2 separate regions of the Ovis aries genome follow, and region 2 is linked to region 1. Evidence: chromatin contacts called from public Hi-C data. All regions are on one chromosome and are shown on one strand. The core of a region is the stretch at or near the end of the contact, and the rest is flanking DNA. Distances in the headings are between cores, read along the strand shown.

Evidence for each region. Hi-C and Micro-C count contacts between places; a contact is called where the count stands out from the background.
Region 2: a Hi-C map of liver shows a contact between it and region 1, with 2.3 times the contacts expected there. The contact joins two enhancer-like sites. A contact is called at or near these places in 4 of 16 Hi-C or Micro-C datasets (liver, mixed tissues, muscle and 1 more).

What each region holds. Positions count from the first base shown.
Region 1 is chr3:27,825,782-27,832,729 of ARS-UI_Ramb_v3.0, forward strand. WDR35 (WD repeat domain 35) reads right to left here. Exons shown (of 25, transcript XM_060411850.1): 13 at 4,545-4,654; 14 at 3,851-4,061. Among named protein-coding and RNA genes, the nearest start is that of TTC32, 25 kb to the left of the region's middle. Within about 2 kb of position 1,775, at least 2 of the 54 cell types and tissues checked have an H3K27ac peak or open chromatin away from gene starts, as enhancers often do. A contact at or near this core is called in liver, where this site is marked.
Region 2 is chr3:28,068,736-28,075,379 of ARS-UI_Ramb_v3.0, forward strand. SDC1 (syndecan 1) reads right to left here. Exons shown (of 5, transcript XM_027966535.2): 2 at 163-244. Among named protein-coding and RNA genes, the nearest start is that of SDC1, 17 kb to the right of the region's middle. Within about 2 kb of position 3,091, at least 5 of the 54 cell types and tissues checked have an H3K27ac peak or open chromatin away from gene starts, as enhancers often do. A contact at or near this core is called in liver, where this site is marked.

The sequences.
Region 1 (6,948 bases), core at 525-3,024:
GTAGAGAGAATGTCATTAACACCCACATACCTACCATCTAAATATTAACAGTTTGGAGATATACTTCAGTCAATTTTTTGGCTAGAGTATTTTAAAGTAAAGTAAATCTAGAGACATCATGACTTTCACTCCTATTTCAGTATGTATCTAAAACATAAGGATGTTCTCTTACATAGCCATATGAAGATGATCACACCTCACATAAGCAGTATTAATTCACTAATGGGATCCAGCATCAGCTTCTGAATTAATCCAAAGATGGTTTATACGGTTTGATAATTCTCATTCATTCCATGTAACATTAAATTTAGTTCTTAATGAAATTTGTATCTAAGTGTGTACATATATATATATAGATAGATAGATAGATAGATATCAAAGAAGTTTCCTACCATGAAAAGTACGTCCTCTGTAACATTAGCCAGAGGGTATTGTTGATAGATTCATTCCCTATATGAGATTTAATTTGACAACATGGAAATACATGAATGTGCTATATGTCTCTTTCTTGCCCTAGTGTTATACAGGCTTGTAGAAATAAAGAAGAGAAAATGCATATTATAATGTAAAGTAGCTGTCCTAAACCCCTAGTGGAAAAAATAGGTTAAAATATTATATAAAAAAGAAATAAACTCCCAATATACTTAATACCTCCAAGAACACTGCAAAAAGAATAGGATAATGTCTGATAATGAAAATAACTCACGAATGCAATTTTTCAAAATATATGTGTAAAGTCATAAAGAAATAGAAAGTAACCTAAAATCCAAATGCAATAATGTATCAGATTTATAACTCTGAAAGTTAGTGCTTCATATATAATAGAAACTTAAAAATTATAATAATAGGAAGACACTAAAAAGGTAAAAATAAGTAAATATTGAATCATATTTAGTTTGCACTTAATATGTCTAAGTTTAATACTGAGGCTCTTACAGGCATATTATACATGTTCATTAGGTTTTAAAATATATATTTTCTTTAAAAAGTAGAAATTGATTAAAATTATATGAGAAAACTTTATAAAATCCCTACACTTCCTCAAAAAATCGTATTACATAAAGGCAAATAGTATGCTTTTATGAACAGAAAGAATCAGAACAAAATTTAACTCACAAACAAGTACACGTGATGAAATATTTCTTATAAACTGTAGGAACCTTTTAGAGGCTTTCTTTTGGTACTACATGTAAACCAAGTATACCTGTATAAGAAGGTTCATCACTAGAAAATTTTTTCTTTCTAGTTAGATAATTCAACAAAGCAAGACAGACAAAAGCTAAAGTCATAAAAGATGATCTGTGGATAAAAAATAACACCAAAAACAAAGAGGAAAGGAGAATCAGAAAGGTAAGCAGAGTGATCAGCCAGGATCAAGATGGCACAGGAAGACCCTTTGTCGCTTTAGGACAGAAGACGATGTCCTAAAGGAGTTCTAGTAAGTCCAGTTTTGAAGAGTATGTCCTCGCGTGCTAGAGGCACAGCAAGAAGGGTAACTGACCAAACAGGGACCACAGCCAGCCAGTGTTCTCGTGAATGAAAACAGCAGCTTAGCATGGTTTATAAAGAAATTCAGTCAGTGGTTAAGTCGTTAAGAAATTCACCTACCTCTGAATCTAACAGAAAACTGAAATACTTGCCAAGCCAGACAACAAACTCCAAAAATAAACAAATAAAAGGTTGTTCTTTCGAAACTACTTAAGAAACACTTTCCACTAAGCAAAGATTTGCCCTGGTCCTGGACTCACCATGTGTGCTGCACACACACTATAAACAGCCAGGCATAATCCTCTCACTTCTCCAGGCACATGATTTCAAAATCAGTCTAAATAGGGCCAGCAATGGATAAAGGACCCTCACATTCAAAAAGTATTTCACTTCCATCCTCCAGTTTATCCCATGGTTACCTGCCAAATTTCCACACTTGTTTCTTTGGAAAGGTCAAGATTTCTTTAAACCTTTGAAAGACAGCGGTGCTTATACAGGTTAAAGGCAACACCCTGAATGCCCTTCCTTTGAGCCACTGGTGGTAGTAGCCGCTCAGTCGTGTCCGACTCTTTATAAGCCTGCCTGGCTCCTCTGTCCTTGGAATTCTCCAGGCAAGATTACTGGAGTGGGTTGCCATTCCTTTCTCCAGGGGATCTTCTGCACCTAGGGACTGAACCTGGGTCTCCTGCACTGCAGGCGATTCTTTACTATCTGAGCCACCAGGGAAGCCCTTTGAGCCATTACTCAGGGTCTAAAATTACAAAGATCCATAAGACACCTGGCTTCCCTGGTGGCTCAGATGGTAAAGCGTCTGCCTGCAATGCGGGAGACTCAGGTTCTATCCCTGGGTCATGAAGATCCCCTGGAGAAGGAAATGGCACCCCACTCCAGTCCTCTTGCCTGGAAAATCCCATGGACGAAGGAGGCTGGTAGGCTACAGTCCGTGGGGCCGCAAAAAGTCGGTCATGACTGAGTGACTTCATAAGACACCTAAGAGCTTTAACTAAGCCTTTGAGAGCAATTTACATCAGGTCATTGGCCAACCCAAAGATCCTGAAGGGAAGGGAAAGTCGCTCAGCCATGCCCCAAAGATCCTGAATAGGGCTCAAATAAGTATATAATTTAGGATATTAAAACTGAAAATAATTTAAGATATTAAAAGGGCAAATAGTTTACCACTATATAAATTATTACAGAAAATCTTCAGTAACTCAGAGGCCCCAGCATGTACTTTTTTCCCAAGAAGGAAACTACAGGTCCAAACAAACATCAGTTACAGCCATAAAGCACGTATCAAGTCATCTCTTATTATTTCCACTGCTGCTGCTGCTGCTAAATCACTTCAGTCGTGGCCAACTCTGTGCGACCCCAGAGACAGCAGCCCACCAGGCTCCCCAGTCCCTGGGATTCTCCAGGCAAGAACCCTGGAGTGGGTTGCCATTTCCTTCTCCAATGCGTGAAAGTGAAAAGTGAAAGCGAAGTCGCTCAGTCGTGTCTGACTCCGAGCAACCCCACGGACTGCAGCCCACCAGGCTCCTCCATCCAAGGGATTTGCCAGGCAAGAGTACTGAAGTGGGTTGCCATTGCCTTCTTCAACTAGTGGAGTACAATAAGAGCACTGAAAATTTCAAATAGAAAATCCACAGGTAATTCAAAAATTGTTTAAAAGATTTATCTTCTTAATTATGTTTTGGTTAGGCTACCACTCAAATTTTGAATTCCCAAACACAATAGCTAAGAATTACAGAGCAGACTGACAGGAAAGTTCAGTGCCTAAAAATCAGTTGATGTGAGTCACAAGTAGAAAATTAAAAATATAACTTTAAAAATCAGTGAGAAAGGAGCATTCTGACACACCAGAGAGAGATTAGTCATCGTCCACAAGATTATCAGGATGAGAAAGAACATGGATTACCGGCTGATAAAGTTCATGTAAATAAAAATGAGACAAAGGTGAGCACAGAACAGGCAAAATAGAATGAAAGGACAAGGGAACTTCAAAACCACTTTTTGGTTAGGTTGCCTTAAGCAACTTTGGTAAATAAGACTACAGATTCTTTTAAAAAACTTTGACAGGGGAAGAAATAAAGACTATACAGTTAGTGACCAAGGTTCCATCTTTTAAATAGAACAGATAATGCTTAGAAAGTACCTTTCAGTGAAAGTAGAGAATATTTAAAAGATAAATGTTAACCCCACTTAAGACCAAATATTTTTGAGTTCCACAGAAATGTTCCTATTTAGTTTCAGAATTCATGCAGCCAACACTAACAAATTTCTTGAAGAAACAAAGGAGAAATGTCCAGGTTTTGGTTTTTGGCTCATTATTTATGCACCATTAATGCTCATTTCTTGGTTTTACCTCAGGATCCAAGTTTCTGAAAACATACATTCTTGTTTTCTCCATCACTGCAAACAAATCAGGATTATCTTTGGCCCACTTCATATCCCAGACATCTTTTCGCTCCAGTTTTAACAACTCGCCAACGACTTGCTGTCCTGTGCTGTCTGTCACTCGAGCATCCAAGTCAAAGAAGGTTAGAACTCCTAAGATGTCGATGATAGCAAGGCGGCTGAAAGCGATGAAATTGGAGGAGGGGGAGAAACAGTAATCTCACATTCATGAGTATAATCACCTATCACCATTCTTCAAAATAACTTCATCAGAACCCAGGAAGAAGATAGAAATGGCTTTAACTAATTCACTTTAAACAAACATTTATAAATTTGATAGAAGACACGGGGTACTTTCCATTTTGCTTCCTTGAGAGAAAAAAGTATCCAAGGGACTAAAGCAACTGGTATGCAAATAACCTAAAATATTACAGTAGAATTTCTATATTTTGCCCAATTAGAGAAAAACATATATATATGTGTGTATGTGTGTGTGTGTGTGTATGTGTTCCTAATAAATATAATATTTAAATACAAATATAGTATAGTAAAACCACACTGGACTATACAAGTTGAAAACAAACACACGTCTTTGCATTTGTTACATAAATAAAACAATCCCAGCGGATGACAGTCTACCTATGGAAAGTTTTCAGACTTACCTAGAGTTGCAATTCAAGGATAATTGGTAGGCTTGACAATCAAGGAAATATTTTTGAATCAAACCAACGTTAGGAAGACTGTATCTCTGAAAGGTGCCAGATTCACGACTCTACAGAAAATATTTTTGATTACTAAAGCCTATGTACCATAATAACATTAAATTACAACTACAGGTCTCTCTATATGTTCATACATTTGCTTCACATCCAAAGCGGTAGTGTCACAGTGAATTCTCAATTCTGATACTGATCATGTTCTGAGTACATATTTACCTCCTAATTTAATTAAAACCTTTTTAAAGTGGCTGAAGATGATCTAATATTTTTCATGTAATATCCAAGAAAAAAAGTCAGAAACCTAGTTCTTTTTAATATACAAAGTCTTATATCAGATGGAAGACATATCTAGGGTTATTTACAAGTGTCTAGGTTAATATTCAGGGTACACTGAAAGATAACATATACAGCACCTACTGAACTAAATTTCATATACATGAAAAATAAATATAAGACTACCATATGAATACAGTTGTCACTGACAGTCTGTGTTGTCATCCTTTAGCCATCTATATGATACCAGTTCATGGCAAAAGGTGATGATCAGAAAGCAGTGATATAGCGAGTACTATTTCAATGTGTTTAAACATAGAACAGAAGGTAAGTTTCCATGCAACTCTGTGCAAGCTTAAGGCTGACAAATCAACAGAGCAACAGACAGCGAAACCCTACTGTGCTTGGGGCCATGGCAATGGGAAAAAACAGGAGGCTGCCCTCAGCCCACTGTTCCCTCTCCCTTTCTACCAGGAGCAGCTCTCTCCTCTGCGCATGCTTCTGCAGAGGGCCTGTCAGGAAGACTGGAGAGGGCAAGGGACTGGTAATGAGGGCAGATATTTTTTTAACCTACAAAAGACAGGTACAGGCTTTAAAAGATTTCATATATTGAAGTATGCAATCAGATTTTGTTTTTTAAAAAGTAGGTCCTATAACTTTGAGTTTGAAAACGTCATAGTTTTAAAAGCTTTTTATATTTCAACAGTGGATAGCTTTCAATGCAGAAGGTATCTTTACCACTAAAATTTTTGCTAGTATTAAAACTGTCTGAGTGTTTCTTATAGGGAGACTCTCTCATTTAGGAATTAAGTCCATTTTTATGGTTGATCTGACTTGCATTTTCTTTTTATTTTTTCCTGCAAATGTCAGAAACACAACTAACACAACCAAAAAACGTGCTGTGTAACAAAGAATATAAAAAGAAAAGACTCTCTACAGAGCTGACTGTAAGACAAACTGCTTAAAACATACACCAAATTCATTTGGTGAGAAAAATGAATACTATGTTCTTAAGATTTTTCCTCCATAAACTTAGCTAATGTCTAAAGAATGTAACTAGAACTGGAAATACACACACTCAAGGATCTATTTACATAATTCAAACTTAATGACTCTACCAGCTTTACTATATTCAGCATTTATTTCTAAAATCACTATTTTCAAATTTCGGAGCTCAAGAAGAGACACTATAACATTGATACACTGATTTTATTTGAAAAATTCAGCAAAAATTTGCCACAGACTTCTTTATTTTATTGGCTAGTAAACACACTACCTCTTCATTCTAAGTCTTACGAAAACAGCTGAGCCAAAGCACTTTTTCTCCAGTACAAAACAAAGCAGGCTACATAGAGAGGAAACTTTCCAAGACCTACTGCCACCGTCCAATCTATTCCACGTTGGCCAATCTTTACAGGGCTCATTCAACCCAGTGACAGACTCTCCCCAGCTGGCCACGAGTCTACTACCTTCACAGTTATTTTTTGCAAATGATTAACAATTTGTGAGGCAATCTTTGAAACTTTATTTCTTTTGTTGGACCTAGTAAAACTTGAGGTGCCCACAAGATGAGGTTCAAATCCAAAACATATTGCTTTGCCCTGTTTTCACCACTTAAAAGATTACTGTTCATAGAATAAGGTTTTTTTAACCACTTACCACAATCAATGTCTTATCAGATGCAGTTATGGCACAAATTGGATCCCTTGTGCCCTAAAATAAATCAATGTTACTCTTTATCAAACATTTATTGAATAACTGATCTGGTATAAGGTGGTATGCAATTCACCAAGAATACTTCAGCTATTTATTTATTAACCACTATTTACTTACTGAGCACCTACTATGTGACAGACACTGACGTGCTGGAGATACTCAGATGTGATCTTTGCCCTCAGGGATTACTCAGAAGTCTAGTGGGGAAAGTGGACCCAGCGCCTAACGACAGTACAGTGTGATCAGAGCGGAGGTAAACACAGGAGTTTCGAGAACACAGACGGAGGAGCCTAAACTTCACCAAAATGGGAGGAGAGGCAAACACTTGAGCTTAGTCATAAAAGATGAACATTCAGCA
Region 2 (6,644 bases), core at 1,841-4,340, 240 kb after region 1:
CCCACAGGAATCTACACCCTGCCCTCCCCAACCCACACGTGTTTTCTCCTTGCAGCATGGACCCAGTTCTCATTCCTGGCATAACCCTTCAGGCCCAGCCTGACCACCACCCTCAGCCCACGGCCTGCTGACATCCTGGAGGGGGCCCTCATGTCCACTCACCTGCACCCGAGCCAGAGAAGTTGTCATTGTCGTCCCCAGAGCCGTCCTGATCTTCGGGGGGCATGTTTATGGGCACACTGTGCTGGAAAGAGATCAGGGAAGGATAAGAGTGGAGTTTTCACTGGGGCCTGCTATTCCGGGGCCCCCATCCTAGGCAGCTGAGTGCTGCACCCGAACACACACCCCACACCCAGCACAGAACGAAGCCCTCAGCTCTAGAGGGCAGTCCCCTGGTTCCCCCCTACACCCTCCACTCCTATGACGACACAGCCCTGGGCAGGTACTGGGGGTAAGGCCCTTGCCCCAAGAAGCTCAGTCTACCGAGGGAGCCCCAGAACCGAGGAGCAGACAGACAACACCATTACTGGAGACCCAGGTGGTGGCCTCTGTGGGACCACAGCCCACCCTACTCTGAGGATCAGGTCCTGGGGGCCACTGGCCAGGGGGCTTCAGGTTTCAAGAGTGGGGCTTTCAAGGGGCCCCTGGAAACAACATCACAACCACCTGGCTCCAGGGAGGCCATCCCCAGGCATGCTCAGCATCAAGGTGCAGACCCCGAGGGCCCCACGGGGGCAGGGGGTGGGGGCAGCAAGGATGGGCATGGAGTGAGTCGTCTGTGCTGAGACAGGCCTGCCCACCCAGGTCAGCCCCTAGGCCTGGCCTCGATGCTTGGTCACACACTCAGCCCATTTTCTCATTCACAGGAGAAACTGGGTCCCTCCCTCTTGGGGAAGGAAGGACAGAGCATCCATCAAGCTGAGGACAGACGAGGCTGATCTAGAAGGGGCCCTGGGCTAAGGAGGCAAATGGGCCGTGGGCCTGGGGTGGGTCCTGTGGGCAAACAGCCACCCCAGGGAAGCTGCCTGCCTGGGGCCAAGCCCAACAGGCTGCAGGTGTCAAAGTGAACACTCAGACCCAGGCCCTGAGGCAAGGGGCCGGTCCGGCAAGACCAGGTAGTGGGGACGTTGAACTGGCCGGGGCAGAAACCCAGTCATGAGGGGACCACGCCCACCCCTAACACTGGCTCCAGGAGAACAGGTGAGGAAAGGAGGACCCAGCAGCCGGGTGGCAGGAAGAGCAGCCTTAAGTATCTTGTGCAGCAACAAGGCTTTGACCCAAATGACCCTGTGTGGCAGTCCCAATATATGAGCGGCCAGAACAAAGAATAAATGAAGAAGTGGGACAGTGTAGTTCAGAGCACATGGGCTTTTGCAAACCCCCTGACCTCTGCCCCTTACTAGCTGAATGGGCCTGAGGACACAGTAAACCTCTTACAGCCTTAGTCTTCCCATTTGTAAAACGGGAACAGCAGTAATATCAAAATCCCACACGTGCATGCTAAGTCGCTTCACTTGTGTCCAACTCTTTGTGACTTTTTGGACTGTAGCCCACCAGGTTCCTCTGTGCACGGGATTCTCCAGACAAGAATACTGGAGTGGGTTACCATGCCCTTCTCCAGAGGATCTTCCCAACCCTGGGGTCAAACACATATCTCCTGTGGTTCCTGCACTGCATGTGGATTCTTTACCACTGAGCCACTGGGGAGCCTTTCTACATGCCCAGATTGTTGCACAAGTTCAATAAGGTTATGCACAAAAAAGAACCTAACAGAGCCTGGTTCACAGTGGTGAACCCACCACCCAAGCATCCCACCAACAGTGTCTCTAACTTGCTCTGTGCTCTAACTTGGGGAGCAAGAGCCACTCGGCATGGGAAAGAGGATCCTGGGGCCTGTCCAGGAAGAGGAGGGCTGGAGGTGGGTAGGGTTTTAGGAGAAGAGGGGGCAGAAGGGAGCCAGTACATAGGCAGCTCTGTGCAGACTTGTTAGAGGGCAGGTTCCGCCCAAGGCTGGGATCCAGGGAACTGGCCTCCTCAGCCCAAGAGGCCTCGCCAGGTCCTAGCCACGGGCCAGGGGCTGCCCTCTTGAGTGGGGCAGAGCAGGAAGGGACAGACAAGACCTTTGGCCTCCTGAGGCAGAGCTAAACCAGGTGGAGGCTCCATCCAGGGGCCCAGGTCCGAGGGAAGCTTCAGACACGTGTAGAAATGATGAGGCTAGAAATACCACTGAGCTTCCTTTGAAAGTACAAAACCCACACTGAACTTCCTTCCCTCTCCGCAGCCCCTCAAGAAAAAGATTTTGGTCACTCTGTCTGAGCTGCCATGGCCCATTCACACTGCATAGATTCCACCTGCACCCTGAGCCACATCCTGTCTGTATTGTCCCCTGGGGTGCTTCAAACACCTGCCCTGCCTCCATGGAGCTTTAAAGCTGCCCTGGGCTCCTGGAAGGCTACCCTGCTTCAGTAACAAAGAACCCTGCCCCTAAGGCAGGTGCAGAGTGGGTATCCCCATCCTGACCTACTGCTGCCCCAGGCCCCCAGCAGATGCTCCTGACAGGAAAGCTTGAGGTGGACAAGCATTCAGGGGACCCCACCCACCCACACTCACTCACTGAGACCCCCACCTTCACTTCACCCAACACCCTCGAAGATCTGGAGGAGACCCTAGGTGGTAATGCTCTATTTCCCACCCTTGGAGAGAAAGCTGGAGCTGGAGCTGGGGGTCAGGGCTGCAGCCACACCAGCCTGGACCACATGACGTGAAGCAGAAGGCAGCATCCCCGGGGCCAGGCAGGCCCTGTTTCATGGACGGGGTCTCTGAAACCCTCAAAGAACACTGAGAGCCCATCCACCCCGGAGGCGCCACTTGAGACGCAGGCAAAGCCAAGGAGGCCCAGCCTCTCACCTACACAGAGGCCCCGACAGGTTAGCAGTTTCCCAAGAGAAGGGTTTCTCTCAGGACGAGATAAGACTTTGGATTGGCCCAGTCCCTAAAAACAATTTGTTTCTTCATCTTGGCTGGGCTTATCCCGCTGCGATCTTGTTTACACAACAAGCTCTTAAGCAAACACTTTCTCCCCTGAAACCTGCTCCCAGGCCTCAGGGCAGCCTCTCCCCTTTTGGGGCTGGGTCTCCACTGAGGGGATGGGCCTCAGTGACCTCCCAGATCTCCCGCGGCGTGAGCCTCCCCATGACAGCTGCAGCTCCCTGGGGAGGAAATCAGCAGAAACTGCTGAGGTTGATCTTGCCTCACCAGGTGCCGGCTGATGCTGGAGGTTGGGAGACTTCCGGTTTCACTCAGCGGCCAGGCCATGCTATGAGCCTGTGGTCAGCTGCCTCCAGGGCCCAAAATAGGGCTCTCCTGGGCACGGCCTCTTGACACTGACCTGAGACCACTTGGCCAAAACGTAGGTATGCCAGGGGCAGGTCGGCCCAGTTTGGAACCCACCTCAAGCAGCCTGGGAAGACAAAAGAGAGCCAACCAAACCTCTAAGGAAGCCTTTAGCCTCTGTAAGGCCCAGAAAACCAGTTTTTCATACAACAAATCAAAAGCCCTATGAGTAGGTCTAGACGGTCACATACTTAGTCTACTCAAAGGCAAACTTGGTCTGCTGAATCTGGTCCTTCCCACCACCAGCACAGACCCTGGAAGCCCAGGGCCTGAGAGGCCAAAGCCAGGTGTGGCTGGGCATCTGCAGCAGATAGATACACAGAGGCTAGGGCACAGGAAGCCCGAGAGGAATAGCCAGCCCACCTCATCTCGGCCATGCTGGTCTTCAGGCCACACCGAGGCTGTGAGAGGAGGCCCCCTCCCGCCGCCTCCCGAGAGAGGATTTGGGGTTAGGGGTCTGGGAGAGCAGGACAGGGAGTGTGAAAGGAGAACCTGGTCTCTTGACACTAGAAATATTTGCCATCCCTTTCTTAATGTTAGCCTTTGATTTGAGGCAGGCAGGCCTCTCCTGAGATAAGGGGACGACAGAGGATGAGATGGCTGGATGGCATCACTGACTCGAAGGACGTGAGTCTGAATGAACTCCGGGAGTTGGAGATGGACAGGGAGGCCTGGTGTGCTACGATTCATGGGGTCGCAAAGAGTCGGACATAACTGAGCAACTGAACTGAACTGAACTAAGGTGGGGTCTTGCCCAAGGCCACCAGGCAGTGAACTGTCTGCACACTCACAGGCAGTGCTTACACCCCTCGTCTGCCATCTCTCTCCCTCTGCCCTGCCCCAAAGGATCATATTCCCTGATAGCTCAGCTGTTTTAAGGGAAAATTGCCTAAGTCTCTTCCCTGGTGGCTCAGATGGTAAAGAATCTGCCTGTAACGCGGGAGACCTCTGAATTTGATCCCTGGGTTGGGAAGATCCCTTGGAGAAAGGAATGGCAACCCACTCCAGTATTCTTGCCTGGAGCATTCCATGGACAGGGGCCTGGACAGCTACAGTCCATGGGGTCGCCAAGAGTTGGACATGACTGAGCAACTTTCACTTCACTTGCCCAAGTTTCTACAATGTTCCGCAGGCCCCAGGAGTCCTGGGATGCACACGTATTCCTCACCGAATAAGGGTTCCCAACCCCTGCCTAGCAGCTGAGACCCAGGTGCTGGTCCAACTTCAGAGGTGCAGAGGGGATGGCATGGCCAAGCAAGGGTCAGGTTCATCAGAGGTTGAGGGTCTTCATCACCAGGCTGCCTGCCATTCCCAAGAGCATGTCAGGAGTCTGTAGGCAGAGGGCTGGCAGAGAAGCTTCAAGAAGGCAGCCTCAAGGGGAATTCCCTTCTGGTCCAGTGGTTGGGACTCCGTGCTTCCACTATAGGAGGCACTGGTTCCCTCAAGCCCACTCCTGCCATCTCTCACCTGCAACTGGCCATAGGAGGGCCTGGGGCCGTGTGACAGCATTCCTCCAAGACACCCTGGGCATGTGCATAAAAGTTCCTTGGGACAATCATACATCGGAATACCAAGTGGGCATCTCAAATGTTCAGGTGAGGGGCTTCTACTTCCAGGCTGACCAGAGAGGTTGCCCATTCTGGCCCCTGACCCTTGCCACCCCATCAACCCATAGCCACCAGGGCCAAAGATTATGGTTTCCAACCCACACCCTGACTCACTAACACGTCACCCACTACTTGATCTAAGTGATGGATAAATGCAAATCCTTTAAAAGCTGAGGTGACATGAGAAAAGTACAATATCATGCAAGGTCACAGATTTTGACAGTAAAGAGGGTTTCAACTTCAAAACTCAGGGACCACCATCCAGGGGTTTGGGGGAGAAGAGAGGGTAAGAAACAGTATGATCTTGACCCTGGTGAGCTCCCAGGTTACAGCCCCCACTCCAGGAGGCTTCTGGAAGGGGGAGTTGCCCAGGCTGGGGCACAGAGGGTCATCGTGCTGAGGGCTATAGAGGAGGATGGTGAAGTCCACAGCCAGACCCCAGAGAGGTCAGCACTTAGCTCTAAGTCACAACTTCAGCAACACTGCGCCCTCACTTGCAGACTGTGCAGCCAAGTGGGAAAGGGGGGGTTAGGTGTCTGTTGGTTGGAATGCTCTGTGTGGTGACAGAGCTTTGGCCGCTGTGGTAGGAGCCCAGTCCCTGAGTCCACAAGGTCCAAGTACTGCCCCTTGTCACAGGGCCCAGGTCACGGACTTCCCCAAGCAGCCAGCCTCGGTGCCAGGGCCAGGGCTGAGGACAGGGGGTGGGGGGCCCAACTGGTTCCATAAGCCCAGGTTGAAGGGGGAAGAGAGGGTAAGAAACTTACTTTTCTTACATTTCATGAGAATGAACGTACATTTCATGAGAAAATGTACTTTTCTCATGAGGCGGCCCTACAATCACGCTGGGATAAACACTCCTCGTTCCATCCCATCAAAATCCCACACAACAGCAGGCATTCTCGAGAGGCTTAAATGAGTTTCATGGGTTTTTTAAGTCTTTTTTACCAGTTTCTTGGTCAAATCTATGGATCTAAGTGGGGGAAAAAAGCTGATTTTTCCAACCCCACACAATTCTCGGGGGCCGAACTGTCTAAGCTATAGAATCCCAGCTGTCACCCCTGACCTGTGTAGTAGGATGCTAAAGTGGTCAGAGGGGACAGTCACACCATCACCTGCATTCAGGCTGGGGGCTCTCTTCTTTAAGGTCCCTAAGAATTACCAGGAGACTGCTGGAGAGGAAGTCTTCTAGCTCCATCCCTAAGGCAGATTCAGGGGTTGGGGGCAAGGCCTAGGACTCTGCATGTTGCAAGCTCCAGCTGCTGTAAGCGGTCTGCTGACTGCACGTGGAGAGCAATAGTCTGGACAGGAAAAGGTCTCACTGGGAGTGGGCTGGAGGAGATAAGACCCCCCACTCAGGGCCAGGGTTCAAGGAAGAGGTACCAAGTAGCCCCCAAAACACACCCTAGGGGCAAAGTGATCTGAGAAAGCTCTAGAACGTTCTCCCTACACCTCTGATACACCCATTCTCTGTAGTCAGTACACCATGGCACCTGCTTGGTCTGCAGAAGAAGCTTCACCACAGAGTTGAGAGGACCCCTTCAATCCCAAGAGTGCAAGAAGCAGGAAGCAAAGACAAGCCAGACTCTTCTGTCCTGAAGCTGGGCTGGGGCTCGGTCCTGCCTGCCTGCCTCTCCAGGCAGCTCT